Linked DNA regions of Sus scrofa: regions 2 and 3 are each linked to region 1. Evidence: chromatin contacts called from public Hi-C and HiChIP or PLAC-seq data. All regions are on one chromosome and are shown on one strand. The core of a region is the stretch at or near the end of the contact, and the rest is flanking DNA. Distances in the headings are between cores, read along the strand shown.

Evidence for each region. Hi-C and Micro-C count contacts between places; a contact is called where the count stands out from the background. HiChIP or PLAC-seq counts read pairs in DNA pulled down with a chosen protein or histone mark.
Region 2: a Hi-C map of alveolar macrophages shows a contact between it and region 1, with 2.1 times the contacts expected there. The contact joins the promoter of TRIM15 here to the promoter of GABBR1 in region 1. A contact is called at or near these places in 1 of 5 promoter capture datasets (liver), 14 of 47 Hi-C or Micro-C datasets (alveolar macrophages, embryonic fibroblasts, epiblast stem cells and 9 more) and 2 of 2 datasets of contacts at active chromatin or transcription factors (alveolar macrophages and skeletal muscle).
Region 3: a contact with region 1 is called in an H3K27ac HiChIP or PLAC-seq map of alveolar macrophages. The contact joins the enhancer-like site here to the promoter of GABBR1 in region 1. A contact is called at or near these places in 6 of 47 Hi-C or Micro-C datasets (epiblast stem cells, fetal skeletal muscle, liver and 3 more) and 2 of 2 datasets of contacts at active chromatin or transcription factors (alveolar macrophages and skeletal muscle).

What each region holds. Positions count from the first base shown.
Region 1 is chr7:22,575,535-22,578,957 of Sscrofa11.1, reverse strand. GABBR1 (gamma-aminobutyric acid type B receptor subunit 1) reads left to right here and starts at 1,845. Exons shown (of 14, transcript NM_001123114.1): 1 at 1,845-1,926; 2 at 2,614-2,817. The coding sequence starts at 1,845.
Region 2 is chr7:22,730,484-22,734,009 of Sscrofa11.1, reverse strand. TRIM15 (tripartite motif containing 15) reads right to left here and starts at 2,268. Exons shown (of 7, transcript NM_001123208.1): 1 at 1,900-2,268; 2 at 255-350. The coding sequence starts at 2,268. It overlaps LOC110261490 (a long non-coding RNA gene), which reads left to right. Exons shown (of 5, transcript XR_002345605.1): 4 at 324-1,526; 5 at 1,907-2,035. It also overlaps a transcript of TRIM10 not described here.
Region 3 is chr7:22,751,960-22,755,474 of Sscrofa11.1, reverse strand. No RefSeq gene overlaps it. Among named protein-coding and RNA genes, the nearest start is that of TRIM26, 14 kb to the left of the region's middle. Within about 2 kb of position 2,109, at least 5 of the 83 cell types and tissues checked have an H3K27ac peak or open chromatin away from gene starts, as enhancers often do. A contact at or near this core is called in alveolar macrophages, where this site is marked.

The DNA of each region.
Region 1 (3,423 bases), core at 596-3,095:
TTGAAGGTGGAGGCGTTCTCTTGTGGGGCAGCAGGTTAAGATCTGGTGTTGTCACTGCAGTGGCTTCGGGGCTTGGGTTGCTGCTGTGGCTTGGGTTCCATCCCTGGCCCAGGAACTTCCACGTGACCCGGGCAAGGCCAAAGAAAATAAATGTTTGAATCAGTTCTAATCAGCCTCATGGTATTTGGCTTTTTTCCCCACCAGAAGCTTTTCCCTGCCTCGTTCCCCAGAAGGAGCCCTCTCTCTCCTCTGGTAGCCCAGACTCACTCCCATGAACAATATACACACGCGCGTGCACGCCGTGACACACACACACTACACACAGACACAGGCACACACCTTCCACCACCAGACAATAGCCAGGAGCCTCCGGAACCGTCAAAAGGCCTGCACTTCCCCGACTGTCTTGAGAGCTTCCAGTTCTCCCTTAGTCAAGAAATATTGATTGCTAGGCCCTGCTGGAGTAGAGAAGATAATGCTGGCTCCTGCCCACTTGGAGGCTCTTTTTGCTCATTGCTTTCTTTCTTTCTTCTCCTCCCCTCCTACTTTAATTTCTCTCCTTGATGCTCCTCTTCTCGTCTTTTGCTTCCAATCCTCTCTCCTCGTTCCCTCCCCCAAGCAGGCGAGTAGCAGAGCTCTCTGGTCACCAGCTGTCTCTTCCCCATCCAACTCCTGTCGCGCTGAGGTGGCTCCGGGCCTTCACCCCCTCCCCTGTCTGACCCTGGCTTCTCCTTTCTCTCCCACCTCATCTCCTTCTCATCCGGCCTTCGGCCTCAGTCTCTCATCTCACCCCGAACCAGGCTCCTTCCTCTTTGTGCAGCCGTCTTTCTCCACCTGCATCCCAGATTCCCCGTCTCAGCGTCAGCTCCTTGGCCTTTGGCTCGGGCTCCCTCGCCCCCACCCCAGCTTCCAGTCGTCTAGCCCGCGGGTCCCCGCGCGTGTGCTCGTGCACGGGTGTCCCTCTCTCAGGCCTCGGAGCCCCGCTCCTCCGCCGCCCGCCCCCCGGCGCTGTGGGCGGTCCAGGGCGGGGCTGCGATCCGGGGCGGCTCCCGGGGCTCGGGTTGTGGGAGGTGCCCTCTCCCCGGTCTCCCCCTCGCTTCCCCCCGCCCCGTCTCCTCCTGCACCCTCCTTCTTCCCTCCGCCCGGGAGCTCTTCCCGGTCCCCGGCGCCGCCTCCTTCCCTCCCGGCTCCCCGCTCCCGCGGCCGCCGCCGCCCCGGGGAAGGAGAGACGGGGGTGGGGTTTGGGGGAGGCGAGAGAGGAGGGGGAGACCCTGGCCGGGCAGGAGCCCGGATTCGCGGGGAGGAGGGCCGGGAGGAGGGGAAAGGTGGAGGAGAGAGGAGGGGGGGAGCGGGGAGGAGCGGCCGGGCCTGGGGCCTTGAGGCCCGGGAGAGCCGGGGAGCTGGGCCGGCGCGCCGAGGTAAGAGCCAGGGCCGGGGGGCTCGGGGCCGGAGAGGGGCGCGCGGGAGGGCCGAGCCGAGAGCCGGAGGCCGGGGGAGCGGCGGGGAAGGAACCGGGAGCGGCGAGGCGGCCGAGCCCGGGAGCGTGGGGAAGCCGGGCTCGGGCGAGCCGCGGGGGCCGGGGGAGAGGAGGTGGTGAGAGGTGGAGTCCCGGGAGGGTGGGGGGGCCGAGGGAGGCAGGAGGAGGGTGGGGACAGGCTCTCTCTCCTCCTCTCCCCCACCCGCGCCGGGCTCCGCCCCCGCCTCCTCCGCGGGGCGCTCTCCAGTCCCCCGGCTGAGCCGGGTCGGAGCCCGGGAGGCGGCCCGGAGGGAGGCCGGGCCGCCTCCCGGGTCCGGACCGGCACTGGCGGGGCTCGGTCCCGTCCTCACGGCCGCCTCTCACTCAGATGCTGCTGCTGCTGCTGGCGCCGCTCTTCCTCCGCCCCCCGGGCGCGGGCGGGGCGCAGACCCCCAACGCCACCTCAGAAGGTGCACCCTTCTCCAGCGACCTCGGGCACCCCACCACCCCACTCCCCCTTTCCTTGCATCCGCTCTGCTATCCGGTCGGCCCTACATGGCATCCCGGCCTGGCCAGCCCGTCTGCTCGGCCCCACTTTACTACTCCTGACCTCCTTTCCATCACCCCCCCGTCATTACCCAGCACGCCTTTTCTCTGCCCCCCCATTACTCTACCAGGCCACCTCTCTGTGACACCACGTTATTTCCTCAACCCCATCCCTCTTCCCTGGCCCCACATTGCTACCTCAGTTCCGCCTTTTCCCTCCTTCCACATTGCTGCCCAGGTGGCATTAGAAGACCCCCTCTCCTTTCCTCCTTATTCTGCTGAGATTCTCCTTTAGCCTGTCTTACAAGTTCACTCGCATAGTCTATCTGTTCACGATTTCTTAATTACTTTTCTCCATTATCCCAACCAGCACCCTTCTATTCCCACTTGTGGGCGCTCTGATGAGCCTTAGCCCTGGCTCATTTTGCTTTGTCCTTTAGCCCAGGGTTCCAGTACCCACCCCCACTCCCACCCTCCAACACCCCATCCCATCCCCTCTGTCCTCCACCTGCCCACTGACCTCGCCCTGCGCCCCCCGCTGCCTCCGGCTGCTGACTCCGCCTTTTCCTTTCCCCCACCTTCCCTCTCTCTCCGCCTTCCCCTGGACGCAGGTTGCCAGATCATACACCCGCCCTGGGAAGGGGGCATCAGGTACAGGGGCCTGACTCGGGACCAGGTGAAGGCGATCAACTTCCTGCCCGTGGACTATGAGATTGAGTATGTGTGCCGGGGGGAGCGCGAGGTGGTGGGGCCCAAGGTCCGCAAGTGCCTGGCCAACGGCTCCTGGACAGATATGGACACACCCAGCCGCTGTGGTGAGTAGCCTCGCAAAGCCCCTCCCCTCTTCAAGCCAGTTCTTCTTCCTGCCTCAAACTTAGCTTTATTGCCTGCAAGTCAGCACTTTAAATCCAGTGTAGTGAAATTTACCAGTATATGTGCTGAAAGACCACTATGTACAGGGACTTTGCTGTGTGCCGTTGAAGGCTGTAAAGTTAGCAGCCTGCACACTTCATTTCATCCTCCCTTCAGTAGGCCACTATTTGAGAAAATAACTTGGCTATTCATCTTGTGAATTGATCTCTTTGAGGATTATTAGTGACAGATTATGCAGAAACATCCTAAAATGATTTCATCACATTTTTTAATATCTGTCTCCAACGCAGAGACCCTATGCCGCCAATAACACCCAGTTTTTAACATGACTATAAGCCAACTATAATAAGGCAAATCTGATTGTGCATCTAAAGTTACATACATCCACACATCTCAAAGCCAGAGAACCACCCACTGTACCTGACTTTGAAGAGATCCCATTTTATGTGCTTATAGCTCCATCTTGGGTTCCTATGATGGAAATGCTAGCTTGCTTTCCTTTTTTTTTTTTTTTTTTTTGATTGTGTGGTGGATGCTTACAGGGTTTT
Region 2 (3,526 bases), core at 1,019-3,518, 150 kb before region 1:
TGAGGATGAGGGTTTGATTCATGGCCTTGTTCAGTAGGTTAAGGATCCGGCGTTGCTGTGAGCTGTGGTGTAGGCCGGCAGCTGTAGATCCAATTGGACCCCTAGCTTGGGAGCTTCCATGTGCCACAGGTGCAGCCCTAAAAAGCAAAAGTAAATAAATAAATAGAAAAAATAAAATTTAAAACATAAATAAGTAAGAAGGAAAAGAAAAGGAAGCCCCTAAAAGACAAAGCAGCCAAGAACAAGGCCTTTACCAGGAGCACTTGGAGCTTCTGGTCCTCCCGGCTCTTCATGTCTTCAATCTCATCTCTCTCTGTGATTAGAGCCTCCAGTCGACCCCGGAGACGGTCCTGCGGAGAGAAGAACCGGCCAGAAGAAGAGGCTGAAGTCACAATTCAACTCACAGATATTGTCTGCTGTCTTCCGGGCACACTGTTAAGTGCTGAGGAATTCAAAGGTGAAAAAAGCCCAGTTCTTGCCCCTAAAAGATCACCATCTAGGGGCAGAGTCACAAGTGATTAAAATACAAATGGACAAATGCAACAGTCAAATGCACAGGTGTGGGCACAGGAGAGATGACAGCAGCACAGCGGAGGGGACAGTTCTGACTGGAGGGAAGAAAAGGCTTTAGAAAGCAGAAACTGGAGATCAGTGACATCTCCCCCGGGGACACAGGTTCAATCCCTGGCTGGGCACAGTGGCTTAAAGGATCTGGCGTTGCTGCAGCTCCGATCTGATCCCTAGCCTGGGAACTCCATATGCCTCAGGGCACCCAAAAAAGGAAAAAAAAAAAAAAAAAAAAAAAAAAGAAGCAGAAACCGGTTACAGTGAGCCTTGAAAGATAAATTTCCAGTTGGGTACGAGAGGGGTAGGAGAGTATTTAATGTCTCTGAACTGTACACTAACAAATAGTAAAAATGGTTAAAAAAAAAAAAAGAATGAGAGGAAAGGAGAGCTTTGCAAAAGGAAGGAGCTACATGGTAAAAGCATTAGAAGCAAGAAAGGAAGTTAATTCAGCAAACAGCAGGTACCAATGGCCAGTCTGGCACTGGACATATGGTGCCAGGGGCCGGCAGCTGAGCCATGAGACTGGACAAGAAGGCAGGATCCTGCCTGCAGGTGGCCTTGAAGCCTTGCTAAAGTCACAGGCTTTCTTTGGGCCCTAGGGATCCAGGGGCGGATTATGGAAGGGGAGGGACATGATGGGGTGTGTGATTTGGGAAGCTTGGCAGGTGACCGGAAAGGGGAGCATAGGCTGGAGCCTGGATGACAGGTGGGCAGCCTGGATTTGGGGGTGGCGGTTGTGGAGATGATGCAGAGGGAAAGATGAGCCAAGCTTCTGAGGAGGCCATTTCCAGAGCTGGAGCCTGGGTGACAAGCAAGAGATCTGAGAGGCAGACGGAATGATAATGTCCCCAAGACCAGATGGGCTAGTATCTGCCACACCTCCTGCTCTCAAAAACAAGAGCTCTGCTTGGAGGAAGCCTTCTTGGACTCTCTCTCCTCTCTGAGCCCCAGCAGTCAAGGTCTGGCTAAATCTCATATCCAATCTGGATCCGGGAGGCCCCGGCCACACTGCCCAGAAGCTGAGGAGGGGGCCTCCCGCCCTCTTCTCCTTCCCTAGCGTGAAGGCACGGCTACAATTCTCTGGGTTCCATCACCATGGGGTCCTCTCGGCAGGAGCTGATGTTCCCCCTAAGGCTGCAGATGACCACACATCCACGTGGAACTGCGTGCCCCTCAGTCTGGGTCCCAGCAGCCTGGGGGTCCCTGGAAGTGGATGCCCGTAGCCCTTTCACGCAACCCCCTCCCCCTCCCCCTGCCCTGTTCCCTCCCCACCCCCCACCGCGGGACACTGTCCTGCTCCAATGGGCCCCACGCTGACCCCATACCTCTTACCCGGTAGGGCTGGATGGCTTCATCCAGGAAGCCCACGGCGTGGGCCTGGTGGGAGGGACCCTCCCGGCAGAAGACACAGAGGAACTCGGCATCATTCTCGCAGAAGAAGTAGATCTTCTCGCCATGCTCCTCGCAGTAAGTCTCCCCCAGAGGGCCCAGGGGCACGGGGACTAGGACGGGCTCTGTCTGCTCCTTCTCCTGGCAGACTGGACAGAGCAGGACCCTGCTGGAGGGCTGGGCCCCCATCTGGGGGGGCAGGGGGAGGCAGAGCCGGCAGAAGGTGTGTCCGCAGGCGGCGGTCACCGCATCCTCCAGTCGCCCTTGGCAGTCCGAACAGACGGCCCCTTTGTGGGAGGGGGTCAAGGGCATCCCGGTGCCGCCCGGCCCGTTCACTCTGGTCTCTGCCCTGATCCCACGCGAATTCTCTTTCCCTGAAATTGAGTCACGGAGGGAAAGGAATAGGAGGCCAAGCGAGGGGAAGGCGGGAATGGAGAGCGAGGAGGACAGGAGTGTCTGGACAGACAGACGCCTGACTCCACCTCTTGTGCTTCCCAGAGTCCCCGCCACCACCTATCAGCTGAGCGAGTCCAAACTCCAGGGCATCTCGAATTACCCAGCATTTCCCAACAGGGGCCCCTGTCCGCCCGGTTCTCCTCTCCTTCTGGTCCTTCCAGCCCCTGGGGTGGGGAGGAGAGCATGCCATGAAGTCACAGGGAGAGGGGGTTTCCTGGAACCCCTACCTTGATCACAGTGGGGTCAAGGGGAGTTGGGGAGGATCTGCTGCTTCCTGTCCGACTGAGCAGGTGAGAGCCATAAACTTCGGGCTTTGAGGTGTGCACACGGCAGCGGCAAAGTCCAGCCGGAGTGGGAGGTGCTGACTTCCAGGAAAGTCTGTTCCATTCTGGGGGGCAAGTGAAGATTGCTCACCAGGGCCCCCTCCTCTGGCCGCCTTCCCTTCTCACCTCCTCAGCTTGGGCTGGTCTCTCCCATCCCCACCGTCTCCCAGCACCAGGGTCCCCACTGAAGGATGGATAACTCTGAACTTCAATTTTAGTTTTAACTGCAGGAGGGAGAAGGCAAGAAAGCATAATACAAACCATTCGTGTTGATACAATTTAGAAAACAATTGAAAAGAGAGACAGGTTCAACCACATTTATCTAAGGCTTAGTGTTTTCATATTATTACATCCAATCTGATAACAACCCTTGCGGGCAGGTGATGAGTACAGGAAATGTAAACTGAAAGGTAAAGTGACTTCCCCAAGGTCACAGAGCTAGAAAGCTGCAAGGCTGGGGTCCATGCGGGTCTCCAGGCTTCCAGCTCTGTGCCCTTCCTGAACTCTGAGCCAAGAGAATGAGCAAACAGCCAGGGTGCTTCATCCACTCACCTGCATCTGTGGATAAAACCAAGGAAAACTCATTCCAATTCTCCTCTGGATGATCGGTGCCCCACCCCATTTCGCTCCCTTCCCACTCCAGCTATTTTGTATGTCACCTTCCCTTCCCCCACCTCCTATACCTCTGCCCCCAACAAGGAGCTGCACTGTCCAGCACAAGAGCTCTAACTACATGAGGCTGCTGAGTATTTGAGATGTGGCCAGTCCAAACTGAGATGTGTAAAATATGC
Region 3 (3,515 bases), core at 860-3,359, 180 kb before region 1:
GCTAATAGTTATTAAATAGGGAACATTTCCATTTGAACAAGTATTAATGCATTCAGGTCATTGTTGCTTTAATGAGTTTTATGAGTGTCATACTTCTAAAACTGTAGAAACCCTTGTAAAAGAATAAAATGTGTGATAATAAACGCATATGATGGGAGTATCTGCTGTGGGGCAGTGGGTTAAGGATCTGGTATTGTCTCTGCAGTGGCTCGAGTCACTACTAAGGCACAGGTTCAGTCCCCAGTCTGGTGCAGTGGGTTAAGGATCCAGCAATTGCTACAGCTGTGGTGGAGGTCACAGCTGCAGCTTAGACGCCATCCCTGGCCCAGGAACTTCCGTATGCCACAAGTGTGGCTGAAAAGAAGGGAAAAAAAAAAAAAAAGTGTGATGCCATCTTAGTACAGAAAGTTGACAGCTAGATTTATTCAACAGATTCTTTGAAATTTGAAACTTTTTATATTCACATTTTAAGTTGTTTTTTATGAACTGCACCTGCCCATATGGTCAAGCAGATCTATAATGCTTATCACTGCAGAGAGAACAGAACCCTGCCTCGTTCCGCTCCCTCATGTCCCCGTTCGTTCTTTTTATTTTGGTGTTCACCTTCATTTTTTGTAAATAACATGAGTTTGGGGCATGGTCCTCTAATTTTCCACTGTGGAGAAGGAAGATGAGCTCTGTTCCTCCCCATACCACCCACCAGGCTCACCCGCACACCTGCCACGCTCACCCGCACGTCCCATCCTTTCCCTCCCTTCAAGGTAGACACCTGACATCGGTTGGCTGATTGCTGACTATGTTCATTATCATGTCTGTGTCCAAGGGAGTTACAGCTGGTCATGAGGCCAAACTATGATTACTCTTACTTCCTGTACTGGTTTTCCTCCAAGTTTTGATGTCTGAAAAACAATCTCATACACACTTTAGTATGCATCCACTTAGTCACGGTTATTGTTGTCCTATGGAATTAGTGCTTCCTTAAGCTTCTCACATGTTTATCTGTCTCTGCTTATGGCTGCCTCCTGCCTCCGCCCCTTTCCTGCTGGATTGACTGCCCTCTTCCTGGGAGGGAAATGTTAGGAGCTCTCTCAGCAGAGATTTGTGCTAAATTACTTTTCTTTTCTTTTTTTTTTCTTTCTAGGGCCACACCCTCGGCATATGGAGGTTCCCAGGCTAGGGGTCGAATCAGAGCTGTAGATGCTGGCCTATGCCAGAGCCACAGCAACGCAGGATCCAAGCCGCGTCTGCAACCTACACCACAGCTCATGGCAATGCCGGATCTTTAACCCACTGAGCAAAGCCAGGGATCGAACTCACGTCCTCATGGGTACTAGTTGGATTCGTTACCACTGAGCCATGACAGGAACTCCGAAAAATACTGATTTTTAGTCTCCTTCAGACTGTTCTGTAATTGACGTTCTTAGGGTGGCACTTCTCCAGGTAGTATCTTCCCTTGTGGAAAGGGGTCATTTTTTCATGTGTTTTTTGGTTTGTTTGCTTTGGGTTTTCTTGGAGTTTTGGCCACACCCATGGCATGTGGAAATTCCCAGGGCCAGGAATTGAACTGGCACCACAGCAGTGACAATGTTTAATCCTTAACTGCTAGGCCACCAGGGAACTACCTTTTTTTCCTTTTCTTTGTCTTTTTATGGCTGCACCTGCAGCATATGGAAGTTCCCAGGCTAGGATCTGAGTCCTGAGTCTAGAGCAGAGGAGGTGTCCCATTCCAGCCACCACAGCCTGGACTGTCACAGCCACTCAGGATTTAAAGAGTAAAAACAAAATTCCTTGAGCATGTCAGTGTACTGGTCTGTTTTCTTGTGAAACTGAAAAAAAAAATTCAGACTGACCACTTGACTCACAGCGTGCCTGGCAGAAACGAATTATGCCACTGCACCATGGCAGGAACGCCCTTATTTATTTTTGATAACAGTATCCTAAGATGGGTTCTTGTCCCCAGTTTTCAAACCAGGAATCTGGAAGCTCAAGGAGATTAAGTAAACCTCCCAAAGATCACACAACTAACATGTGAGTCAGGATATGAATCAGGGTCTTCCTGTTTCTAGAGCTCATGGTTTTCCCTGAGCCCAAAGGTATGAGGTCATTGCTTTCCCAAGAGACTAGAAGGAAGTACCCAAAGTTGGTCCCCTTTTCTATGAGGAACAAGCTGATGCTCAGGGGGTAGAAGCAGCACGCAAATGGGGGTGATTTTCCAAAGGTCAAAGTCATTGACTGAGCCAAGACCGGAATAGCAGGCCTTTACATCTGCAGGGTGGGCACCTTGACTTGTGCATTCATTGTTATTTCTGCTTGGTTCTTTGGGCCACTCACTCAGTCTCAGAATCCCTATACAAAGAGACTGCTGTGAGGGGATGGTAATGGCTTTATTGTCATGATGAGGATAATTAGCTCTTAAGTCTTCTTTCTAATGGGGATGGGAGGGAGAGAATTTACCAAGATACTCTTCACTGGTGATAGCCCCCTAGTCCCAAATTAAAGATAATCTACACAGCAATTCTCATTAGTTTAGGTTTTTGTTCTTCCGTGAATTAGAATATATTTCCTTCCTTCCTTCCTTCCTTCCTTCCTTCCTTCCTTCCCTCCTTTCTTGTTTTTGCTTTTTTAGAGCCGCATCTGCAGTATGTGGAGGTTCCCAGACTAGGGGTCCAATTGGAGCTGCAACTGCCAGCCTACAACACAGCAACATCAGATCTGAGAGCCACGTCTGCCACCTACACCACAGTTCATGGCAATGTCTTGATTCTTAACCCACTGAGTGAGGCCAGGGATGGAACCCGCAACCTCATGGTTCTTAGTCGGATTCGTTTCCCCTGTGCCATGATGGGAACTCCTTCTTTCTTTCTTTCTTTTTTTTAATTCCCTACTCCGACATCCAGGCAATGAAGCTACACTTTTTTTGAAGTCAGGGCACATCCAGCCCTAGAGAGGCTGTGACCAGAGGCCGCTCCTGGCTCCACTTCTTCCTTCACCTGTGGTTCTGAGTATCTGAGATTCTGGTTCTGCCACCTCCGTCATGTTTGCCCTAGAGTGCTTGACTGGACTTATCCCAGGTTTTCAACTTTGCCCCAGGTTTCTCCATCACATATGAGAAAAAGAATAGATAAGTGAGGGTTTTCTTACTTTTTTTTTTTTTTGGTCTTTTTGCCATTTCTTGGGCCGCTCCTGTGGCATATGGAGGTTCCCAGGCTAGGGGTCCAATCGGAGCTGTAGCCACCGGCCTACACCAGAGCCACAGCAACGCAGGATCCGAGCCGCGTCTGCACCTACATCACAGCTCACGGCAACGCTGGATCCTTAACCCACTGAGCAAGGGCAGGGGCCGAACCCGCAACCTCATGGTTCCTAGTTGGATTCGTTAACCACTGCGCCACGACGGGAACTCCCAGGGTTTTCTTACTTCTAAATACATTCTTTTTGGTGCCCATTTAAGATGCTTACACCAGTATGATTCTGACTTGGACTTGTCATCTGAGACATCATTCACTGAGCTTCCC